2 separate regions of the Rattus norvegicus genome follow, and region 2 is linked to region 1. The links are chromatin contacts, called in public Hi-C maps. All regions are on one chromosome and are shown on one strand. Each heading gives the region's core, a stretch centred on a gene start, on an enhancer-like site or on the middle of the called end of the contact. The rest is flanking DNA. Distances are from core to core; before and after follow the strand shown. Region 1 overlaps Atosa (atos homolog A). Region 2 overlaps Atosa (atos homolog A).

Region 1 (2,700 bases), core at 174-2,673:
AGTCACTAGGCCTGGCCTGAGAGGTAGAAACCTCAAAGCATAACCCCAGTGACACACTACCTCCGAGGCCACACCTCTTAATCCTTTCAAATACTGTCACTCCCTGAGGGTACCATTTTCATTCAAACCACAAGCACCTCTCCACCGTGACTCTCTGCTCACAATGGTCTTTGAGTTATCTCAGCCCATAACTGTTATTTTAAAAGTCCATCTATACACACCATCCATGTCTTTCAAAGCTCAACATAGCTGCTGTGGCTTCTTAAAGATCATCCGTGCCTTTAAATCCATTTCCCCTGCTGCAATCAATCATGTCAACGCACTTTGACAGAGACACAGCTCAGACCCTCACCCAGCTATCAGCTCTATACAGATGACTGCAAGCTGCTACAAGATAAACAACTACAAGACAGAGTTGTAGATATGCTTAAACACACACACGTTATCTGTGTAACCACAACTTTCTTAGCAGACCTCAAAACACTGAAGGGATTCCTACTCATTTGGGATTTTCAGATGAAATAGATATGTATGTTAACATTAAACCAATACCACAAAAATCTAAATTCATTCCATAGTTATACTCCAGCAAGTGGGCGCCCTTCTCAGGTGACAGCTGGATCAGACGGCTTGCTGAGCTGGCACCCATGCTTCTGGCCTTTTCCTCACTAGATAACCACTGCCTTGACTTCATTGTTTGTATGTTTGGGAAAAGCACGGGTGACACAGAAGCATAAATGCTTAGCCACTGATAGCTTGTGCCAGCTGTGGTGGTGAAACCTGTAATGCCAACACTCTGGAGACAAAAGCAGTATGATAGCTTTGGGTTCAAAGTTCAAGGCAACTGGGATACTTGCTAAGACCTTGCTTTAGAAAAATAAGCAAACAAAAAGAATAAACAGCACTTAGATTTTGATGCATATATAGTTTTTTTATCATATAATTTCATTCATTCTACAAATAACCTTATAGGAATAAATATCCCCATTTAGAAGACAAAACAAAAACAAAACAACAGCAACAAAAACCCAAAAAACTGAACCAGAGAATCTTATTTTACATTACAAAGCTTAACAAATTACAAAATGATACATAGAAATTCCCATTAACGTTCTGTGCCTTTCTCTCCCAACAGAGTATTTAAATGACATTGTCTATTATTCAAAAACACCATGAAACAAGTCTGAATTCTGGACTTGGAGAATAAGAGGAGCCTGGTCCACGTCCTGTGGAATTCTAGGTAAGGCTGTCAATTATTAAAACACAGTTCTGGCAATAACTCATCATTCTGTATTTTCTATCAAGTTCCTAGTGCCCTCCACTCTGCCAATCTCTCTGCATTCTCTCTAAACTAGTGTTACTCTGAACTGATCGTCACCACCCAGAAACAGCTGGATGAGCCCAAGTTAACTACTTCCTCTTTCCTGTGGTGTCTGCCCCAGTTCATGCTGGTTTCGACTTCTAGTTTGCATGGTGCACTTAACACCAATGTGACACCAGGTCTGTTGGCCTCTTGTTCCTGTTAAAAGTCGTTTTTATAATAGAGTCCTGATATACTCAATTCGTTAGATCAGCTGAGGAAAAGGAAAAAAACCAAGAGCTAACCTTAAATCCTTTCCTGTACCATACATGAGCTGGGTCTTGAAACTCACGAGCCAAGTGGGCTAACCCACACCCCTGCCTGTGTAAGGCATACAGTTCCTGCCATTGCCACATTCTCAGCTCACTTTCCAAAAGTCTTCAGGTTGACAGTGTTAGAGCAAGAACCATTACTCAGATAAGGTCATTTTGTTCTGGCAAATACTGACTTTAGAATATGTGAATACACATATATGTGTGTGTGTGTGTGTGTGTGTGTGTATACGATGTATATATTACATATATATACATACATATATAATATACATACGTATGTACATATATATGTATATATGTATGTGTGTGTATACACACACACACACACACACACACACACACACACACACACACACCCCATGTGAGTGCCTGGGAGTTACAGACAGTTGAGTCACCACCATGTGGGTGCTGAGAATTGAACCCAGGTCATCTGCAAGAGTAGCAACTGCTCTTGACCACTGAGTCATCTCTCCATCCCTTGACACTAGAATTTCAATCCAGGTTTGATCATAAAAATTTCAGGTCCTTAACTCCTGTTATATCATATTACACAGCTAAGAGGGGATCCAACTGACCTGACTAAATGGGGCCACAGTTTAATACTCCTGGAGAACCATCTAACCAAGCTGAGCCTGTAGTGCAGGCCCATTACCCCTAGCTACTTCAGAGGCTGAAGCAAAGGTCAAGGCCTCTCTGTAAAGGCTGTGAAGATAACTCAAGGCCAGCCTGGGGGTGGGAAGGTAGGGTGGGGGCTAAATAAGACACTGTCTCAAACTTTAAAAATAAAGAAAAAATTTAACTAAATATGCATTTATCAACCCAAATGACTCTATACTTGGTAAAACTTGAGTCAGGGAATGGGGAGTAATTCATTTTCTAAAATGTGTGAATTGCTCTTAGGAGAGTGACCCCAACTGTGAAGCACCTGACTGCTGGGGAACACTGGCCTGTCAGCTTCTGCTTTGGAACAATCCTACCCTCAGGGTAAACCAGGAGTGTTTATAGCATTCCACGGTGTTACAGAGCCCTTTGTCACACCCTTTCACCTGAGTTCAGAACCAGGAC
Region 2 (2,748 bases), core at 11-2,510, 40 kb before region 1:
GGGAAGGACACTCCTCCTCCGTTTGTCGACACAGAGCTGTGTGCTGCCCAACTGTGTGGGGTTTTTTCAGGGTGCAAAGGCAGCAATGTGTGTGCACGGCAGGTTCTGGTGCAGTCAGAGAGACTGCTCACTTTGTGATCTCCCCTAAGATTTCCCCTGAGCTCTTCTACCTCTCCTTTCTTTTGTTTGTTTGTTTGTTTGTTTGTTAGGTTTTTGCTGTTGATTTAAGAATTATTTTTTTTTTTTGGTTCTTTTTTTTCGGAGCTGGGGACCGAACCCAGGGCCTTGCGCTTCCTAGGTAAGCGCTCTACCACTGAGCTAAATCCCCAGCCCCAAGAATTATTTTTTTTTAAAAGACAAGTCCTCATTTAGTCTGGGCTGGCCTCAAACTCATTGTATATAGTCAAGGCTATACTTAACTTTCTGGTCTTCCCTCTTCTACCTCCCAAATGCTGGGTCTGCTGGCCATGAGCCAGCTCCGCTGCTTCTGAAGAGCAGAGATGCACAGACTCTTGGAGCTGAAAGAATCCTGAAAAAGTCTAATTCAACCTCCAAATAAGCCCTCAGACACTGTCCCTGAACTGTCAGCAGCCAGTCCTTGCATATCTAGTGCTGAGGTGGCCTGCTTCATCCCTGGATCTCCCCAAGTGTCTAGAGCTTTTGCTATGCCTAAGCTGCTTACTTTTCTAGTTGGAGTGGGCTCCAGTCCAGAACCTCAAGAGCATGGCTCTCCAGAGCAGCAGACCAGCCCTAGCTCGTGGTCAGACTACAAGCACAGTGGTAGAGGCTGAGGGACCCTGTTCATCTCCCACCTTAGTGGAGATCTGTTTTACTGAAGACCCGCTCGACTGAATCCTCAGGTACAAAGGTTTGGTTATCTCTTTTCTTCAGCTGTCGGCTTCCTGATGATCCACTTATAGACCCTCAAGCCTGACACTTGGCCAGAGCTGTCACAGAGCCAGCTGCTCTAGCTGGATGATGGCATGGGCTCTGATATGGATGCTGCCTGAGTGCCAGGTCAACTCAGCATTCGCAGCTCCCCTCATGATCTCTCCATCCCAGACAAAGTCCTATCTAGAGAGCTCGTGTCCTTCCATTCTCTCTCTGATGCGTCAGGTGTGCTTTCCCCTCTCCTTTTCATCTACCCACAGGTTTGTGAAGACACCCTGTCTCATCTGTAAAAGGCCTCTTTCCGACCTGCTCTCCACATTGCCCTTTTACTGGCTTCCTTCTCTTCCCAGAGCTTGCATAAGTCACTGACGCAGTGATGGCTGTTGCCAGACACTGGCATGCAACCCAGAGTCATGCCTTCCACATCCACATGGGTCCATGACACCATTTTCCATGGACAGACAACCCTCTCCAAAATTTGGAGCACTGACCAGGCAAAAAGAAAGGCTGAAGAAACCAATCAACACTGCAGGTGGACTGACCCAGTACTGTCTTGACAGCTCGGTAGCATGCAGAACCCTCTGCTTCCTCACAGTGAGCGTCTTAATCCCGCATCCTTGGAGCCCACCAAAATGTGAACAAAGAGAAACAACCACCCACACTTGTTCTCTAGCCTCTGTCTATATACCATGTACACACACACACACACACACACACACACCCACACACACACACATAAACACACACAACCTCTCTCTCATGCACACTGCACGTACACACATAATACTAGTATTTTTGAAAAAAAATTATATAAACCTTAAAAATTTTATCAAGACATGATTATGAGAAACAGCCATAATAAACATCATGGATTGATTTACTCTTGCTTTATTTTTCTTTTAGGATTTGTTTTGCTTTTGGTTTGAGTCACAGTTTCTCTGTGCAGTCTAGGCTGTCCTGGAATTCACGCTGTAAACCACGCTGTCCTCAATTCATAGAGGTCCACCTACCTCTGCCCCTAAGTGCTGGAATTAAAGACACGTGGACCACTGGACAGCGTAGAGATTTAATTTTTAAAGTTACATCTGTGTGGGCATGTGAGGGTAAGTGCGGGTGCCTGCAGAAGCCAGAAATGGAGGCTGGCTCCACCGGAGCTGAGGTTACAAGCAGTTGTGACTGACCCAGCACGGGTTCTGGGAACTAAACTCTGGTCCTCTCTAAACTACAGAGTCACCTCCCTAGCCCCATACATAACTCCTCTATTCTGGCTTTCCCCTCATTAATCTCTATATCTTTGCATGTGTATGAGTGCTCACGTGTGTGAAGGTGCGTGTGGGGACGGAGGTGGAGCTGGGTTTCTTCCTCAGCTTCTCTCTACTTTTTCTGAGTAGGCTCTGCCATTGAGGGGATGTAACTCGCCCGAGGGATCTGCTGTCTCCACCTCTTGAACTGGCTCTGCAGGTGGCTGTCAGTACCCAGCATCCGGCAGGTCACCAGCTTTCCTGCCAGGGTGTTGGTGCTCTGAACTCTGGTCCACACATTTGTGACCAAGTATTTAACCTTCAGAGTCAGCTTCCTAACCACCTTCCCACTTAATTAAGCTAAGATTGTAACATCTTGCAGACTGAAGTTGCAAGGGTTATTTGTAAAAATATTTTTTTAGAATATTGCCATACACATAAGTGGCACAGCATAACAATTAAATTTAAAATAAATACCACTGGAAACTACTTCTCTCCTTTGTGGGTGAGAAGAAGAAATTTTAAAGTCATTTGTCCAAGCTTACATTTATTATAATTATCAACTCTGACTTATTTTTTATGGTGTGAGTTCTAGAAAGTTCTCTGGAACAACTAT

Evidence for each region. Hi-C and Micro-C count contacts between places; a contact is called where the count stands out from the background.
Region 2: a contact with region 1 is called in a Hi-C map of liver, with 2.6 times the contacts expected there. The contact joins two enhancer-like sites. A contact is called at or near these places in 4 of 12 Hi-C or Micro-C datasets (frontal cortex, liver and prefrontal cortex) and 1 of 1 datasets of contacts at active chromatin or transcription factors (oligodendrocytes).

The regions. Positions count from the first base shown.
Region 1 is chr8:84,585,339-84,588,038 of GRCr8, reverse strand. The region is part of intron 2 of Atosa (atos homolog A); the gene reads right to left. Among named protein-coding and RNA genes, the nearest start is that of Atosa, 11 kb to the right of the region's middle. Within about 2 kb of position 1,423, at least 3 of the 93 cell types and tissues checked have an H3K27ac peak or open chromatin away from gene starts, as enhancers often do. A contact at or near this core is called in liver, where this site is marked.
Region 2 is chr8:84,624,928-84,627,675 of GRCr8, reverse strand. All of the region lies in intron 2 of Atosa (atos homolog A), which reads right to left. Among named protein-coding and RNA genes, the nearest start is that of Arpp19, 34 kb to the left of the region's middle. Within about 2 kb of position 1,260, at least 6 of the 93 cell types and tissues checked have an H3K27ac peak or open chromatin away from gene starts, as enhancers often do. A contact at or near this core is called in liver, where this site is marked.